4 separate regions of the Mus musculus genome follow, and regions 2, 3 and 4 are each linked to region 1. A link is a contact called in public Hi-C and HiChIP or PLAC-seq data. All regions are on one chromosome and are shown on one strand. Each heading gives the region's core, a stretch centred on a gene start, on an enhancer-like site or on the middle of the called end of the contact. The rest is flanking DNA. Distances are from core to core; before and after follow the strand shown.

Evidence for each region. HiChIP or PLAC-seq counts read pairs in DNA pulled down with a chosen protein or histone mark. A called contact is a pair of places that touch in the nucleus more often than the background predicts.
Region 2: a CTCF HiChIP or PLAC-seq map of CD8 T cells shows a contact between it and region 1, with 5 read pairs. The contact joins two enhancer-like sites. A contact is called at or near these places in 1 of 39 promoter capture datasets (3T3-L1-derived adipocytes), 1 of 15 datasets of contacts at CTCF or cohesin (CD8 T cells), 2 of 484 Hi-C or Micro-C datasets (the Ba/F3 cell line and the N1E-115 cell line) and 1 of 115 datasets of contacts at active chromatin or transcription factors (effector CD8 T cells).
Region 3: an H3K4me3 HiChIP or PLAC-seq map of bone marrow-derived macrophages shows a contact between it and region 1, with 2.6 times the contacts expected there. The contact joins the promoter of Nxpe3 here to the enhancer-like site in region 1. A contact is called at or near these places in 1 of 484 Hi-C or Micro-C datasets (bone marrow-derived macrophages), 9 of 115 datasets of contacts at active chromatin or transcription factors (the 230-238 cell line, acute myeloid leukemia, bone marrow-derived dendritic cells and 4 more) and 2 of 9 other capture datasets (adipose tissue and liver).
Region 4: a Hi-C map of bone marrow-derived macrophages shows a contact between it and region 1, with 26 read pairs. The contact joins two enhancer-like sites. A contact is called at or near these places in 12 of 484 Hi-C or Micro-C datasets (the AML12 cell line, adipose-derived mesenchymal stem cells, bone marrow-derived macrophages and 5 more), 14 of 115 datasets of contacts at active chromatin or transcription factors (bone marrow-derived macrophages, craniofacial prominence, differentiating embryonic stem cells and 11 more) and 2 of 9 other capture datasets (adipose tissue and embryonic stem cells).

Annotation. Positions count from the first base shown.
Region 1 is chr16:55,517,944-55,522,374 of GRCm38.p6, reverse strand. The region is part of intron 1 of Gm45968 (a long non-coding RNA gene); the gene reads left to right. Among named protein-coding and RNA genes, the nearest start is that of Mir5118, 25 kb to the right of the region's middle. Within about 2 kb of position 2,509, at least 17 of the 459 cell types and tissues checked have an H3K27ac peak or open chromatin away from gene starts, as enhancers often do. A contact at or near this core is called in CD8 T cells and bone marrow-derived macrophages, where this site is marked.
Region 2 is chr16:55,947,221-55,951,651 of GRCm38.p6, reverse strand. No RefSeq gene overlaps it. Among named protein-coding and RNA genes, the nearest start is that of Gm6958, 12 kb to the left of the region's middle. Within about 2 kb of position 2,546, at least 135 of the 459 cell types and tissues checked have an H3K27ac peak or open chromatin away from gene starts, as enhancers often do. A contact at or near this core is called in CD8 T cells, where this site is marked.
Region 3 is chr16:55,893,396-55,897,826 of GRCm38.p6, reverse strand. Nxpe3 (neurexophilin and PC-esterase domain family, member 3) reads left to right here and starts at 2,548. Exons shown (of 6, transcript NM_001134457.1): 1 at 2,548-2,899.
Region 4 is chr16:55,797,031-55,801,461 of GRCm38.p6, reverse strand. No RefSeq gene overlaps it. Among named protein-coding and RNA genes, the nearest start is that of Nfkbiz, 23 kb to the left of the region's middle. Within about 2 kb of position 2,336, at least 43 of the 459 cell types and tissues checked have an H3K27ac peak or open chromatin away from gene starts, as enhancers often do. A contact at or near this core is called in bone marrow-derived macrophages, where this site is marked.

The DNA.
Region 1 (4,431 bases), core at 1,260-3,759:
CACAGGAGGAATTCCAATGCCCAGTTGAACTTTAGGATTTATAAGATGTGTAGAGACAAGTTGCTTGAGCAGGCAGAGATGCCCTGAAGGCTGGGGTGCTTCACTGATCTCAGCCTTGACATTGGAAGTCTTACCCTAGGTTTCACTTGCCTGGGATATAATTTAAGAGTATTTTTGTTTACATGGACTGTCCTTTGTACTTTAATAGTACAGCTCAAAGCACTTAGAATTTATAAGTTGGAACAATTATTCATTAATCACATGCTTATCCTACATCAGTTCTGTATACTAAAGTTTTTTTTTTAGAAGCCAGTATGGGGCTGGGCGGTGGTAGCTCACACCTTTGGTCCTAGCACTCTAGAGGCAGAAGCAAGTGATCTCTGTGAGTTTGGGGCCTGGTCTACAAAGCAAATTCCAGGATAGTCAGGGTTATGCAGAGAAACTCTGTCTCAAAACAAACAAACAAACAAACACCAACAAAACAAAACAAAACAAAAACTACAAACCAACAAAGGAAGCCAATGTGGAAGAATATACAACCTTCATCCTCTGCCCTCAGAAACCTTATAGGTACAGTGTATACAGAACCTTTGCCCGGAAGATCAATATTTTATCTAGAGGTTTGTTCTCAGAGTTTCATGTGTGATTTGTAGGTTTATTGGCTTTCTAAATGGGCTGGAATATCCTTGGAGGAGATTCCTATTATCCTTTAACTTTAGCATAGTGTCAAAGTACGATGGTTGGCATAATCACAGTCATTCAGTAGAATCAGGTCAACCCGCATGGATCACAGTCTTACCAATGTACTGAGAATGAGAACTCAGTCTGCGATAGTCCAGTGGAGGAATAGAGGCTTGAAAAGTGACCGAACCCTTAAGGAAGCTTTACCTGGGACTGGAGGGGAAGAAACCGCTTAGCTGGATATATCATTCAGTAGCAAGTCACACACACAACAGTGGCTTGCACAAAGGTTAGAACATCCAGGGTTTGAGATATCTAGAAAAAGGAGGAGAAACAACTTGCAGAGCTAGGTTTAGCTAATCTCAGTAGGAGCAGTCTGTATAGTCTCCGTAGCAGTCTCCAGATGGTAAATATCTGGGAGAAAGGGAGCTACAGTGGCCATTTTCTGCATGTACTACCAGCATCCATGCTTGGACCCTCCCAAAGAAGGCTTTGCTATCCCTATCCCTCTGAGCCTCACCTAGAGAGGTGTTGCCACTTCCATGGGCAGAAGCATTGGGGGTTCCCTGATGTGGTAATAATCATGTCAACTGTACATACTCACTCAGGACTTTATTCACTCAGGGCTTCTTCCCGTTCCCATGCTTCACCTCTTAAAGTTCCATCTCTCCTTTGTACGGCCACACTGATGCAGACTGTCTGATACACAAACCCTTGGGAGGAAAACCCCACCTAAATCATAGAGCACAGCATTTAAATCCAATAAATGGTGTGTGTGTGTATGTGTGTGTGTGTGTGTGGTTTTTGATGTGTCTCAAACAAAAAGATCATGCTATTAGGATTGCTGTGTAAGTCTGAAGGTAGACAGCTTTGGAATTGAGAAGACAAAAGAAACAGAAAGTTCTGTCTGTTATATAGTGAATTTAATGAATTGGTAGAAGTCTATACTGAATTATGGCTATCAGTCTAGATCTGAGAGGTAGGACAAAGCTTTTTATCTGTTTGTTAAAATGCAGAGGTGGTAGGCAATAGAGAGTGCTCAGGACATGTGTTAACATGAAGACTGAGTGGAGCAAAGTGGCAATAATATAAAAACCTTCAAGAAAACCTTTTGACTGGCTGAGCACATGCCAATCACTGTTCAGGTGGGCTTTGGAACAGAGAAGCGCTTGGTTCTAGTATAACGTAAGGAAATACATTGAGGAAGAGATGGGAGGAAAAGGATTTTCTATATCGCCCTTCCTCCAACTCAAAGAAACACGGCATAGGGAAAATGCTTCCTAACTTAGGAAGCATTGTGCTATAGTCCGTATCACTCATAACGAGTCTCAGGGCTTGTGAGTTCATTTTAGCAGCTTGTAACCCATAGTATCAAGTGTCTTAGTCTTGCCTCATTTCTGTGTTGCAGTCAGTGGGTTGTGAGTACAGGAAGCTATAAAACATAGTATTGTTAGTCATGTGACTGTTTGCCCATCGTGCTCCTAACCCCAGGCAGTATGGTATTAAGAGAATCATTGTACCCCAAGAGAAGAAGAAAATAAGTGCCAAGTTGTTGCTTTGGAGTCCAGGGCTAGACCTTCCACAGTAAGGCAAAGTGCGGAGCAGAAACTTTTGGCACCTTAACCACAGGCTGTTGGCTATGTGCGAAGCATCCAGACCCACTGCAGACTCAGAAGGCAACTTATTGAGCTGCATTACCTTTTTTCAGCACTTTTTCTCAGACCATTCTGAGTAGCACATCATCTATAGAACTGAGGACAAGAATGGACTGCATGATTTCAGAGGTGAAATTGCAACTGTACACCAAGCCTGGACTGACAGTAAACCTGAACCTAGAGTGTCATCTAGTGCTCAAACAGCAGCAGTGACCAAAGGTCAGATACAACGGGAAGCCTCTTTAGAGCTTCTGGAAGGATAGTGTCTCAGTTAGGGTTTTACAGCTGTGAACAGACTCCATGATGAAGGCAAGTCTTATAAAAGACAACATTTAATTAGGGCTGGCTTATAGGTTCAGAGGTTCAGTTCATTAGCATCAAGGTAGGAACATGGCAGCATCCAGGCAGGTATGGTGCAGGCAGAGCTGAGAGTTCTACATCTTCATCTGAAGGCTGCTAGTGGAAGACTGGCTTCCAGGCAGCTAAGATGAGGGTCGCAAACCCACACCCACAGTGACACATGTACTCCAACAAGGCCACACCTCCCAACAGTGCCACTCCCAGGGCCAAGCATACACAAACCATCAAAGATGGGTACACGCTGATTATGAAAACTAGAATATTTAAGTATCAATTCCTTTTACTCAAAGACATCATTTACTCTTCAACAGCTGTTTAAAACTTTCAGGAAATTTGGCCTCACCTAAGATAAGACACCAGGGAGACTGATTATATAGTAATGAATATATGTAAACTCTTGGATCAAGAAGTCAAAATAGGTATCTTTAGGAAGTTCAATGAGGTTCAAGACAACTCAGAAAAAAAAAACTCAGTATTTTATGAGCAAAGCAGAGTGAACAAACTAACCACTTGTAAATCACTTGAGCTAAAACAGGATTTTCAGCAATATGGAAAATGGGATGGAAAACATCCATAACTGAAAAGAGCCAACAACAGAAACAGGGGCAATGTCTTTGCAAATACAAAGAGGAGAGAGGGAAAAAAAGAGAAAATACAATGAAGCTGAAAGAAGAAAACTTACATGAACTTTGGAATAACTTTAATTATGCAGGTGATATTGATCCAAGTGGTCCTTGCTGTTACAGTGGTAGGACGATTGGAAAGGTTACATCTGAAAACTTCCCAAACCCAAAGAAGGCTACCGATATTTATATAGAGGATGATCAAAGGTCACAAGCCAGATTCATCTCAAGCAAGAGTAAGCCAAGATGCCTCACAATGAAGACCTGAAAGGTCAACAGTCAAGAGAAGATCCTCAGTTGAGCAGGAGAAAATACACTAGCCCCAACAAACACCTTGACAGCACCCGTCTCAGCTGAACCTTGGAAGGCCAGGGCAGAGTATGATTCTTTATTTATAGCACTGAAGAGAACAGATCAAAACAACAAAACAAACTATCTACTGTTCAGGAATATATATATATTTAAATTACTTAGTAAGGTTTATTTTAATTATTTTATTTTATTTACTTTCCAGCCGTTGACCCACCTGTTGGTCCCCTCTCTCACAGTTCCTCATTCCATTCCTCCTCCCACTTGCCTCCAAGAGGGTGCTCTCCCCACCCCCAATAGACCCCCCCCTTTCCATGAGGCCTTAAGTCTCTCAAGGATTAAGTGTATCTTCTCCCACTGAGGCTAGACCATGCACACCTCTGCTATATATGTGCCAGGGGCCTCTGACCAGCTCCTGTGTGCTCCTGGTTGGTGACTCAGTCTCTGGGAGCTCCCTGGGGTCTGGGTAAGTTGAAATTGATGTTGTTCTTATTGGATCGATCTCCCCTTCAGCTTCTTCAAAGCCTTCCTTCTTCAATTTAACCATAGAGGTCCCTGTCTTCAGTCCAGGGGTTGAGTGTAATTATCTGCATCTGTCTCAGTCAGCTACTGATAGGGCCTCTTAGAGGACAGCCATGCCATGCTCCCAACTGTAATAGTGTCAGGCCTTGGAGCCCCCTCATGGTATGGATCCCAAATTGGGCTGGTCATTGGACCGCCTTTCCTTCATTCTCTTCTCTGTTTTTGTCCCTGCAGTTCTTTTAGACAGGAACAATTGTGGGTCAGGAATTTTGCCTGTAGTA
Region 2 (4,431 bases), core at 1,297-3,796, 430 kb before region 1:
CCCTGGCTGTCCTGGAACTCACTCTGTAGACCAGGCTGGCCTCGAACTCAGAAATCCACCTGCCTCTGCCTCCCAAGTGCTGGGATTAAAGGCTTGCGCCACAACCGTCCGGCTACGTCTGGTCCGGCTATGTCTGTCTTCTTAGATTAACAAAAGGACTGGGCATGCATTTCAATGCTAGTGGAGTTGCCTAGCATGCCCAAGGCCCCAGCACTGCAAAAATAAAGATAATTAACATTTAAAAACAAAACAAAACAAAACAAAAAAGTTGGGAACTGGATAATTCTGATTATTGATAAGTCCAATGCACGATGACCTATTTTAAGAGAGGTGCAGTGGTCTATTGAAAACACGATTAACCGATAGACGAGTAGATACTTGATAAATACAAGTATAAAGCTATTAAGGATGTTATCGGAGCGATAGGTATATACCCGTTTACTCTAAAGCCCTTTCATTTTCCATATCTCAATTAACTAGCTAAGGGCGCCCTCTTCTGGAAGAATGTGATATTACAGATTGGCTCTGAAGGGCGAACATGGGAACCAGGACGCTTGCTTGTTACAGCCTGCCATGAAATGCTTGTCTATTGTTCTTCACAAACGATCTGCCCAGCCTTCTGTGCCCAGCCTGTCCTTTCTGCTTAGAAAGCCTTTCTTCTTCCACTGGCTTACGTCTTGCTTTCTCTAGAATAGGGAGTGGCAAATGTCTTCTATGGAAGGCCAAATAGCAAATACTTTCAGCTTGATGAGCTAAAAGGAAAAATTGAAGGTACCATGTAGGTACATATATGACAAGAAAAAAAAAAGTTTGCACAACATTCTTACTGACACTATTTCTAATATGATGAGTACAGCTTCTTTTTTTTTTTCAATTTTAACCTTCATTTTTCCTTTATACAAAGGAGTTTTGCCTTTGTGTATATGTCCATACAGCACATGCATGCAGTGGTCCCAGGGACTAGAAGAAGGTGTCAGATCCCCTGGGACCGGAGTTAGAGACAGTTATGAGCTGCCACGTGAATGCTGGGGTGAAAACCCAGGTCTTCTGGAAGAGCGGTTGGTTCTGTTAACTACTGAGCCATTTCTCCAGGCCCAAGAACAGCCCTTTATAAAAACAAATCTGCTAGGCTGTGAGATGGATCACTTGGTAATTCTCAGGCTGCCAGTCCTGAGCCCTAAGGCTTCCAAAGAGGAAGGAAAGAACTGATTCTGTAAGTAGTTCTCTGATCCTCACACATATGACAAGGTATATGTGCATACATACATACATACATACATGTGATTTAAAATGTAAAGGATTTAAAGCCTAATATTAAGAATTACATTTTGGGGTTTGGCGAGATGGCTCAGTGGTTAAGAGCACTGACTGCTTTTTCAAAGGTCCTGAGTTCAAATCCCAGCAACCACATGGTGGCTCACAACCACCTGTAATGAGATTTGATGCACTCTTCTGGTGTGTCTGAAAACAGCTACAGTGTACTTTCATATAATAAATAAATAAATCTTGGGGCTGGCGAGATGGCTCAGTGGTTAAGAGTGCCGACTGCTCTTCCGAAGGTTCCGAGTTCAAATCCCAGCAACCACATGGTGGCTCACAACCATCTGTAACAAAATTTGATGGCCCTCTTCTGGAGTATCTGAGGACAGCTACAGTGTACTTACATATAATAAATAAATAAATATTTTAAAATAAATAAATAAATAAATATTTTTAAAAAGGAATTAAATTTTTGAGGGCTGGTGGGATGGCTCAGCGGTTAAGAGCACTGACTGCTCTTCCAGAGGTTCTGAGTTCAATTCTCAGCAACCACATGGTGGCCCACAACCATCTGTAATGAGATCTGATGCCCTCTTCTGGTGTGTCCGAAGACAGCTTCAGTGTACTTACATATAATAATAAAAAAAATGAATCAAAAGAAAAAAAGAAAGAAAGAAAGAAAGGAAGGAAGGAAGGAAGAAAGAAAGAAAGAAAGAAAGAAAGAAAGAAAGAAAGAAAGAAAGGAAGGAAGGAAGGAAGTCGTGCACCACCACTGCCCGGTTCAAAAATAAAAATAAATTTTGTTTACCTTTCTATCTTTTCTGAAGTAAAGAATAATTTTTAATATTTCAAACATTTTTATTGCCTATCACCAAATTAATTAATTTGTGCATTGTTCACTTGTCCTGATATGTGATTTTCCAAAGTTTATCTTTGAAAAGTATCTTTGTGTGCAGATAGACACCACACAATACTAATTACAAAAAAGTCTAAGTATTGGCATTTAATCGTTGTACCCATTGAGACATGAGAATGAAGGTCAGGTTAAGAGCCCCTTATTTGCTGGAGGTCAAGAGCAGGCTTTAGTTGGAAACAATGTTTGGTTCAGAGAAAAGTAAAGTTGATGAAGCTAAAAACCACCGTCGCATCCCGCCAGAGGCAGGCCACTGAGTAGAAGTTTCAAATGTTTCAGTTCGGAAGTTTCAGTTTGTTTTATGTTATAAAACCCAAGGCTGCCAGTGCTCAACAGGATGACAGCCGCCTGAGAGTGTTCAACAGGATGTGGTCGGTGGGGGCTGGGAAGGTAGGTTAGCTGAAACTAGGACAAAATGAAGTCACTCTGAGCCAGTCTGTCATCTCTGGGAAGTCAGCAAGAGACATACATCATTTGGTGCGAACAAACAAGCTGTGAAGAAACTATAGAATCCAAGTGGATTTTATATGACACTAAGATTTATTGTTAATTTTGGTGTATTGTAATAAAATGGTTCCTTTTTTTATCTTAGACTGTTTTCAGAACTACACATTAAACACTTTAAAATGGTGTGACATAGACTAGGATTTGCTGAAAAAAAAAAAAAAAGCAAACAAACAGACAAACCAGAGCAGGAAAGAAGGGTTGCTGGCAAAGGCGTGTGTAAAAGACTGAGTGGCCTGGAGTGGATAATGATGGAAACACCAAGGTCCATCAAATAGTTTATATTATTCTCTCTAGTTTTACCCAGTGATAGACATTTCCATTGATGTATGCACATTAACTTCAAAAGGGCTAGCCCAAATAACTGATCATACAGAAACTTGACAGACAATATGTAGACTAGACAGACAACATGTAGACTGGACAGACAACACTGAAACTGGATAATGCAGAAACTGGGCAATAAATGCTACAGCTATTTTTTTTTAAAAAAACTAATAATTTTCCCCCTGGGGCCCCAAATAGGAATTCTTCACCCCAACTCAGCACACACACACACACACACACACACACACACACACACACACACACACATACACACACACACACATACACACACATACACACACACATATATACACACACACATACACACACATACACACACACACACACACATACACACACACACACACACACACACACACACACACACACACACACATCATTCCGATCCCTTAAGTTAGGGTGGATGTGGTCATTTGATGTGGTTATGGCTGTTATCATCTAGGGTGGAAAGTTGTTTTTCTTAATTATTGTATGGTGACAAAAATTTAAAGTTGTTTGGTTAGACTATTGTTTGAGTACCTTGTACATAAACTTTTTGTTTAAGGTATGATGTAAAGTTCTAGTTTTGTGGTTCTTATAACTGATCTAACTGATAATGTTAGAGAAAAAGACAAACTTTTAAACAGAAGGAGGGATATAAAGAGGAAATTTCTAATTTCTTTGAAAACTCAATTGTGTCTCGTGATGTTTTTCTGGAAACTGTCTTTTTTGAAAAGATGTTTTTGCTGAAGCAGACACATGGGAGGATGTTTTACTGAGAACAGATGTTTTTCTGGAAGCAGCCTGGGAAAAGGGCATGAGATGTTTTTCTAGAATGGACGCTTGAGAGAACGCATGACGTTTGGAAAGGTTATAAGTATAACCCAACAAGCAGGGTGTTGGTGGCACACGCCTTTAATCCCAGCACTCGGGAGGCAGAGGCAGGCAGATTTCTGAGTTCGAGGCCAGCCTGGTCTACAGAGTGAGTTCCAGGACAGCCATGGCTACACAGAGAACCCCTGTCTTGAAAAAAACAAAAGCAAAAATAAAAAAAGTATAACCCAACACACAGGGGACAATGCTGTATGGTATTGGTTCGACTTGCCAATCTTTGCTGGTCATTGTTTGTGGTGACTTCATAGAGAGAAACACCGCCATGGAGAGAACTTCTGGTGTTGTTCCAGCAGCTTCTACAGACTTGATTGGCAGAGTCTTGCAGAGTCTTCTGGATCAAACTGACGTTGCTGACCTGTGTAAACAGAGCTGCTGATATCCTGACCACACAGATTGGGTTTGCTCCAAAGATCTATTTCTAAACAAACCCACATTCTCCTTTGTCCTATTAACCTTTCTTTCCTTTCCACTACCTCTGGTAGGTGGTGGGCTAGAAGGGAGATTAAAGCATTTAAGTACCCTTATTAAAAGAA
Region 3 (4,431 bases), core at 1,299-3,798, 380 kb before region 1:
GACTAAAGGTGTGCCCCATTATGCCAGCTGGTATGTGCAAGGCTCTGGGCGTGATCCATTCCACCCCCACCCCTGGCCCCCATCACCATCAGCTAGCTGAACATGCTTCCTTTTCCTGAGCCATTACTCTTGAGCTGCAGTGTGTGGCCTGGTCTCTGAAGGTAGTCTCAAGAGAGGCAACCACCCAGCATTCAGGCAAGCAAAAGCTATCAAGTTGTGGAAAAGTCAGCCTTAGGCAATGGCTTGCCTGAACATATGAAGAAAGCAGTTGACCAGCTGAAGCAACCCCAGGGCAGGAAGAGAAGAAAGAGGACATAGAGAAACCAGAGCTTAAAGTTGGAAAAAGGCTGTAAAAAACCAACCCCCCTCACAAAAGGGAACATGCTCATCCCTGGAACCAGAGATGCAGCAAATCCTCAGACCCCAGGCTGAGAGTTGTAGTGTACATGGCTGTCTGTTAAGGATGCTGATGAAGGCCTACAAGGGGACTGTAACACCAGGGGCTCAACCTCAAGGCATAGGCAGACTGACAATAGAGATGCCACTTGCTGCCTGTCCCTCACTGCTGCTCAGTGCATGGGCTCAGGAAATGGAAGCATGTTCAGCTAGCTGATGGTGATGGGGGCCAGGGGTGGGGGTGGGGGTGGATCAAGCCCAGAGCCTTGCACATACCAGACAAGGGTCCACTACTCACTTAGTACTTATTCTCAGAATCTATACTTTTTTGTTGTTTTTGTTCTTGTTTTTGTTTTTCGAGACAGGGTTTCTCTGTGTAGCCCTGGCTGTCCTGAAACTCACTCTGTAGACCAGGCTGGCCTTGAACTCAGAAATCCGCCTGCCTGTGCCTCCCGAGTGCTGGGATAAAGGCAGGCATCATCACTGCCCGGCTACTTTTGTTGTTTGTAAAGTCAAGGATTCTCTGTGTTGCCCTGGCTGTCCTGGAATTCAGGCGCTGACCAGACTGGCCTCAAACGTAAGAGATCTGCCCTCCTTTTCTTCCTGAGTGCTAGGAAATAAGATGTGAGCTACCACTACCTGGCAGAATCTGTAAGTTTTTAATATAAATTTATTGATCCTTTTAGAACTTTATGCAATGTATTTTGATTATTTTCTCTCTCTCTATTCCCCCGTGATCCATCTCCAACTCCCTTCACTGTGTTCTCTTAATTTAAACAAACAAACAAGCAAACAAACAAACAAACAACTTAGTCCAGTTTGTGCTACACAAACACTTAACAGGTGGGAAGCCATTCCCCGGAGAGTGGTTGACCTATCAGGGTCCATACCCTTAGGAAAACAGTATCTCCTGTTCCCAGATGCCATCATTGGGTCTTCAGTTAATGTGTGTGTACACATGAACCCTTTGTCCTGCCATGTGAGAATGTTGGTGGGTTGGTTTTGTTCAAGTCTTGTAGAGGCAAGCACAGGTGCTCTGCGTTCATGAACCCAGTGGTCTTATTATGCCCCGAAGACAGTTGTTTTGCTTCTGTTCTTCCTGACCTCAGGCTCTTATAGCTCCATTGTCAATAAATATAATGATAATTAATGACAGTTGGAATTCATATCGATTCTACTTCAACTTGGGACTAAGTCTGAGGGCAGACTTTTTTTTTTAACATTTTTTAAAAAGATGTATTTATTTAATGTATATGAGTACACTGTAGCTGTCTTCAGACACACCAGAAGAGGGCGTCAGATCTCATTACAGATGGTTGTGAGCCACCATGTGGTTACTGGGAATTGAACTCAGGACCTCTGGAAGAGCACGCAGCCAGTGCTCTTAACTGCTGAGCCATCTCTCCAGCCCCAGACTCCACCCCATCCCCCAGCATTTTGCTCTGGTTAAAAGTAAGTCCAACCCCACTGTGCTCTAAGCCAGGAACGTCTTTTGTCCCACACAGGCCTTTCTGTCCTCTAGAAACTCCTCTCAGTATCTCAGATTCACCAAGCTGCTTTTGACATAAAACGTCCAAACTAGGGTAATCCAGCATTGAGGGTGGTTTGGGTGGAATATCCTGGCGCTTTTGCCAAGAACTAACTTCAAAGAGAGAAGCTTCAAGATCTCTATGCTCACGTTTGGCAAGCAGTGTTTCTCTGGTACCAGCAGCTCCGCCACTGCTAGGCCAGCATTGTGGTTAGTTCTCAGGAAGAGAATCGGTTGAGGGGACGCTCCGGGGAAACGCTGATGTCCGAAGGTCATCTGTATTTGTGTCTCCAAAAGGGTCCAGCCCTCGGGCTAGAGTGTATCTCCGGAGGTACACAGTCATCCTAACCCAAGCTCCCTGGGGCGGTCGGGTAGCACAGGCAGTGCCAACTCCTTGTTTCGCCACTGGGCACATCACTCAGCTTGCGCGGCTGTCAGTCAACATCCCCGCTCCGCCCCGCCCCGCCCATAGTCGGACCAATCGTAGCCGGGGGTCGGGGGTGAGGCTCCGTAGCGCGGTCAGGAAGCCGGGAGAGAACAGCCTGGCGCGGAGGCCCCCGATCGGAGCGTCCACATCCCGTGGGAGGGCGAGCGGCGAGCGAGACCGGAGACCCGGTGAGTGCGAGCTGCGACTATGCGCGCGGCGGGGCGGAGCCTGTCCCGAGAGCGCCCGGTGCGGCGTGCCTCGTGCGCCCCGCAGCTGCAGAGCCCTGTGTTCCGCGCGCGGACCTCGGGTCCCTAACGTCCCCGGCCGGGTGTAGGGAGCTGCGGCCCCGGGAGTCCCAACTGCGTTCCAGAGCCCGGGAGCCGAGGCCCCGGTCGAAGACGCAGGCAGAGCTTCAGCCCTGGGCTGCGACTGCCAAGGTCCGGATGATCCGAGCCGCTGCAGAGAGGATGCAGGGCGAGCCTGAACATCTCCATCCTCAGTTTCTCCACTTGCTGCAGCGCCGCAGCGCCTGGTAGCAGGCACCTCAGGTGACCTGTACCCGAGAGCGCAGTCAGGCCCCTCTCCTCCCCCCAACCCCCACCCCTTACTTCTCTTCTTTTTTCCACTCCCAGTGCAGAGAGCTTGGCGACACTGCACTTGGTCCCTATCGCCAGTCTCATCGCTGCTGTGGCGCCAGCTGCTTCTTATCTTGTTGTCTCCTCATACTTTGGACTACCCAGGCCTTACTGAGCTGCAGTTTTGGAGGCATCAGAGAAGTCATGCAGGGAGGAACATGTGTGTGACAGTCCTCTGTGGGATGTTGAGATCTTGGCTTGTGTTCTGTCTCTGCTTGACTCAAGTTCAGAAGGGCAGTGGTGCTCAGAGAGGTTGTGAGGCAGGATTTTGCAAAAATGTATATGAAAGTGTAATTTCCCCCTTGCTTTTCATCAACAATAGATTATTGCCGTGTTCCCAATGGATGAAGAATCACACTGCCTGGTGATTGTGTTCTCTTCCTGTAGGCATTATGTGTCATTTGGAATATTAGGGTGTCTTTGAAGCTGGCAGGTTGCCAGGACCCTCATGACTGTCTGATTCCTCTCAGGGGGAGGGCACACCATACTTTAACCCAGCAGTGTGGGGGGCTCTGTCCCCTTTTGACTGGGCTTACTATCTTCTTTCCATGTCTGTTGTTTTCATAATTTCTTCTGGGTTGACCAAGTGTGTAATCGGCTACTGAGAAAGGAGCTGAAGGAAGGTCACTGAAGAGGGAATGGTTGTTCCTAGTGCTCCAGAATCCAGTTGTCCTGAGAGACCATGGCAAGGCACAGTTCAAAATTCATTTTAGTACCACTAGCCCTTGCCAACTGAAGTAAGCAATGCCCCCTGGCCACTCTATTTAGTGGTTCTTCTACTTGGCAGTCTACTGTAGCTATCTAAGGGATATCAAGGGTTTCAAAGTAAGCGATGCCAAAGGATCCAAGCCTAAGGTGTAGACATAGGAAAAGCAGAACCAGCAAAGGTGTTGGCCTCCTAAGGTGTAAAGAAAATTCATTTGCAGAGAGCAAAGGCCAAGGCCAAACGCTGGAATGTGGTTCTACCTTGTGGCTCCTGGGGGATCAGACTGCTGGGCTGGTCAGGGCACTTTTATCTGCTGAGTCACCTCACTGGCCCCTTTTTACAGAATTATCACTTCTAATAACCGAAGAGCCTACCTTTACAAGGTAGCAACTACCCTCAGGTTACACTTAACAATGTCTCTTACCTGTTTCTAAATGTATACCCTCGTCTCTCACTAAGGTCTATAATAGTGTGTGTTTGATTTCCAGCCAAAGGCTACTGGAGCAGTAGGTACTTTAAAGAAGCCTTTATCAGCACTGACACATACTTTATCAGACTGGAACCACTATCAGTGTCTGTGTAGAGCTGAACCTTTCGGCTGGAGCCTGGGACGGAACAGTTCAGAGGCAGCAGAAACTGGCGTTGTAAAAATGGAGTTCTTTCGGATCCACCTCTAAACAATAAAGAGAGTAAATCTGATCAGGCTTTCCAGGGGAAAAATCAAAATAACTGAGGAATG
Region 4 (4,431 bases), core at 1,087-3,586, 280 kb before region 1:
ATTTAAATTCATTGCCATTTAACCATTCACATGGAGTCATTTGAGCCAATGACTTGACCACCAGGAAGAAGAGGGAAGTGAGATCACCTGGGTGTTGGCAGTCTGTTATTTCTACTCTTCCATGAACTCTAGATGCTGTGTCCTCCTCTTTTCCTCTCTTTGCCTGAACTCATGCCACAGAGACTTGTAGAGGCCATTGTAATGGCCTCCATATTGGCTTCCACATTTCTGATGTTTTCCTCGTGGAGTCTTTGCATTCCACCTCCAGTGGAACATCTAAGACCTTAAGACCCCCCCACCCCCCCAAAAAAACAAAACATGTCATGGGAACACTCGGCACAACAATCCCACTTCTTCACAAGGTCCTTGCTTATTTCTGAATCATCCTTACTGAGTCTTGTTTACTTCATTGTATGATGTTCCAGTGTTCCCAAACTAGTTGACATTTCTAAAGGTGTCCTGTGTTTGTTCAGCTGTCCTGAAGGCCTTTCCTCACATTATCTGCCAAGAAACACCTATTTATCATCAGAGATAACACGTGTGGCAGTGCTTGCTTGCTTTCTAACGAGCACCTGACCGCTGAGGTTGTCTTTTAGTGTTGATTGTAATGCTAAGTGCTGGCCTCCAAGACTTGGAGTCTGCAAGTAGCCTTTGGGACCCTGCCCTCTGGTAACTCTGGTTGATAAATGAAGATGCTAGCAGCCAATACCTGGGGAAGAGAGACACAGGTGGGGTTTACTTTTCATGGGCTTGGGACCACGAGGAGAGGGAGAAAAGAGAGAAGGACCATGGGATAGAGAATCAAGAAAAGTCGCCATGGCCTCTAGGTCAAGCTAACGTGCCCCACAGCAGCCCATTTGGGTTAAGAGCAGCCAAGATGGAACATAGTAAATAATAGGTGGTAATTTGGTGTTATCAATGGAAAAGTAGATTCTAACAACACAGAAGATAGGCAGTTAGTTGTCCAGCTATTGTGATGTCTAAGGCATATTTAAACATAAGGCTGTGTGTGTGAGTCCTTCATCTGGGAATAAAAATGGTCAAAGACGGGAAGGAACCCCATGCCAGTATTTTTAAAATATTTTATACAACATGACAATTCTTTCTTTTGTCTCCACAGTTAAATGGCTACCTATCTGTCAAAAAACCCTGTCATTTCTAATAGCATCTCGTGCTCACACTTATATTTCAACCAGTACTCTTTGAGGGGCTGGAGAGGTGGCTGAGTGGTTAAGGGCATTGACTGCTCTTCCAAAGGTCCTGAGTTCAAATCCCAGCAACCACATGGTGGCTACAGTGTACTCATATACATTAAATAAATACGTCTTTAAAAAAAAAAAGAAGTACTCTTTGAGCTAAGTCTGTCTCTTGTTTCTTTGAATGCCAGTGTCTAGAACAGCATCTGCCTTGTATAGGAACTCAACACCATTCTTACAAATTGATTAAAATGTAATGATCACATTTCCCCCTCCCTTTCCTTCTACTTTCCCTCCCATGTCTGTCATCTCCCAACTTCCTCCCAAATTCATGGCCTTTTATTCTTGAACCATTGTTATTACACACACACACATATGCATATATATTGTTATATATTATATATGAATATATAACTTGTTGAATCCATTCAATGTTGTCTGCATGCATAGGGCCGAGCACTTGATATTGGGTAACCAATCCAGGGGTTCATCACTGGGGAAGATTAATTCTCCCTTCTCAGGAGTTGTTAATTGCTCATAGCTCTTCATCTAGGGGTGGGGTCTGTGAGATTTTCTTTGTCTCTGTTGGATGTCAACTAGTATTGGAATTGCTTGGCTGTAGTTTAGACCGCCATGTTCTGTGCTCAACAAACATTTGAGGAGGACCACTGATGCACCAATGAATAGAGTTTGTTATCCTACTGCCCACCGAGCACGTCAATGCATTTTATAAATGTGTTTACAATGTATTTAGTTTTTAATGTCCTAGATTCCTATGTAGATACCAATGATCCTGTGTGTGTGCACAGGCATGGGTACCTATGCCGGGGTGTATTCTTAGATGTGGAGGCCAGAATTTGATATTAGGTGTCTTCTTCAGTCACTCTCTGCTTTTTTTTTTGGAGACAGGATCTCTCTGAATTGGCCACCTGAGTTGACCAGTAAGCCCCAGTGATCTTCATGTCTCCATGTTCCCAGCCCAGAGAGGGCAAACACTTGTCCCTGCTCTTGGCTTTTGACATGGGTTCTGGAGGATTGAAAGCAGAGGTCCTCACGCTTGCACAGCAAGTTTATGAACTGAGCTGTTTCTGTTTTGACATCTTCTCCGGCCCTCTGGCAGACAGTATGCAGCTATGTGTGGCTTTGCCACTTGGCATTATTTCAACTGGGCTGACCCATAGCTGTTTGCTTTCGTAAAGAAACTCAGCTTGCAACTATGGAAATGAAAAAGGGAAAAGCAAGGGATGTCGAAAGTGAACATGAATTTCCACTGGTGGTGTGTTACTGGCTTTGAACTTCCTCTCTGCTGCAGCTCACACAGCTGCTCACACGTGTGTCTGCTGTGTGGTGTTCAGAGCGTTGTTTACTCTCTGAACTCTCGCCCTTTGGGTCTTGGTTTGGGTTGAAGATATTAAGGTATGTGCTGTGCAAGTGGAGATTTAGTGTTTTGTTTTATTTTATTTTATTTTATTTTATTTTAGTGAAAGGAATAGTGTTGAGTTTCTTCACAGTATCATAGCCGAGCACGTCATTCCATTATATAAAACAAAGCAAAAATGAACTAAGCATGCTGGGCCTTTCTCCCTCAAACTTCATCTCCCTTTAGTGCCTGGAATTTAAAATGATTTTGTGGAAAACACCCAGAAGTTCAAAGTAGAGATTTTTTTTTTCTTTTTAGGTTTACAACATAGCCCAGCCTCAAACTTGCCATCTCTCTGTTTCTACCTCCTGAGTTGAGGCAAAACATACGTTGACCACCACGCCCAGCTGAAAGTGAAGGGCTGATGTCTAGGTCAGTGGGATACTTAAGTCAGCAGGATATAAAAGTACTGATGTTTCTCTTTGACAGCATTCCAGAATCATCCCAGTTTGCATTACTAGACCCTCCGGCTCTATAGCAGTGAGGAGCAGGATGTGGGCATATTTGACATGGTGGTACAAGTGGGAATAGGGAGCAGGGACATGGGATGCCCAGCTGCTGAAGGATGGAAGACATGTGCCATCTCTTAACCTGTGTTCAGCTATGACTTGAAAAGTTGGCTCAGGTCTCCAGGAGGTAGGCTTAGTTTCACTGTAACAGTTTTCTGCTATTAAGCTCTGGAATTCGAGGTGGTTGATGGGAAGGCAGTGGGGAATTCTGAATAGGTTTCATAGAATAGTAAGTTATGTGGCATTTGTGAGACTACAAGACATTTTCAGAGAGAGCGTTAAGCCATTTCTCAAATGTTGCTTTGATCAAGCACTTCCACAGGTCTCCGAGGTATAAATGCTACTTGTTCCTCAGGACAGGCCCTGGTTGTGGTGTTTTCTTGAAGAACAGCTTCCATGAGACTGTAAAGGTCAATTCTTTATCTATATTGTCCTGGGTCTAGAAGTTGTACTTTCTTGATGTTGGGATCTGGACCTAAATGTCCCCTGAAGGTTTAAGTGTTGCTGAAGGCTTGACCAATTAATTGTGACTTTTCTGGGAGGTGCTTCAGCCTTTAGGAAGTAGCACCTATTTGGAGGAGGTGGGTCTCTGTGGGCGCATCCTTAAGTATTGTATAGAGGAGTCTGTTTTTCCCAGTGTCTCTTCTCCTCTGTTCTGAGCAAACTTCTGGCTTTGATGTTCATCCTTGCCAGCATCCCAGAATCAAAAAGATCAAGTGAGCATGGAGGGCATTGTGGCTCAAATGAGTCTTTCTTCTTGTAATTTAATGTTCTGAGGCACTTTGTCACATCAAAGGAAAGCTGACTGACACAATGAAGAGAATTAGATAGACTTGCCTTTAGAGTTAGAGAACTAGAAAATGGTGCTAACAAATAGAACATGCACTAGAGGAGGGAAGGGACCGTGGGGGCACTGGGATCGGTTCCATAGAATCGCTATCATACCTGTAAGTCAAACAGTAGAGTGGCTTTCTGCCGGCAGGACAATATTAGCCAATGCTATTCTCCCTTGATGTCATGAAGGTTGACTGGCAAGGCTGGCTGATCTGCCTGTGCCACTGTGGAGTGGAGTGCTCCTGAACCAGCTGTTCCCAAACTCAGAAAGTATAATTCCAACTTTTGGACAAGGTCCCCTATGGGTAGGACATAAAGTCTGGTGCATTTTCTCTGGAGGGAGAAACTTTCTTCAGTCCTAAGCCAGAGAGAGCCCTGCATGTTTGTGTGACATTGGTCATGTCATTCCCTCTGTCAAGGTCTGGTGTTTTCATCTCTATGATGTTACCACCTATAACTTATATAGGCTGAA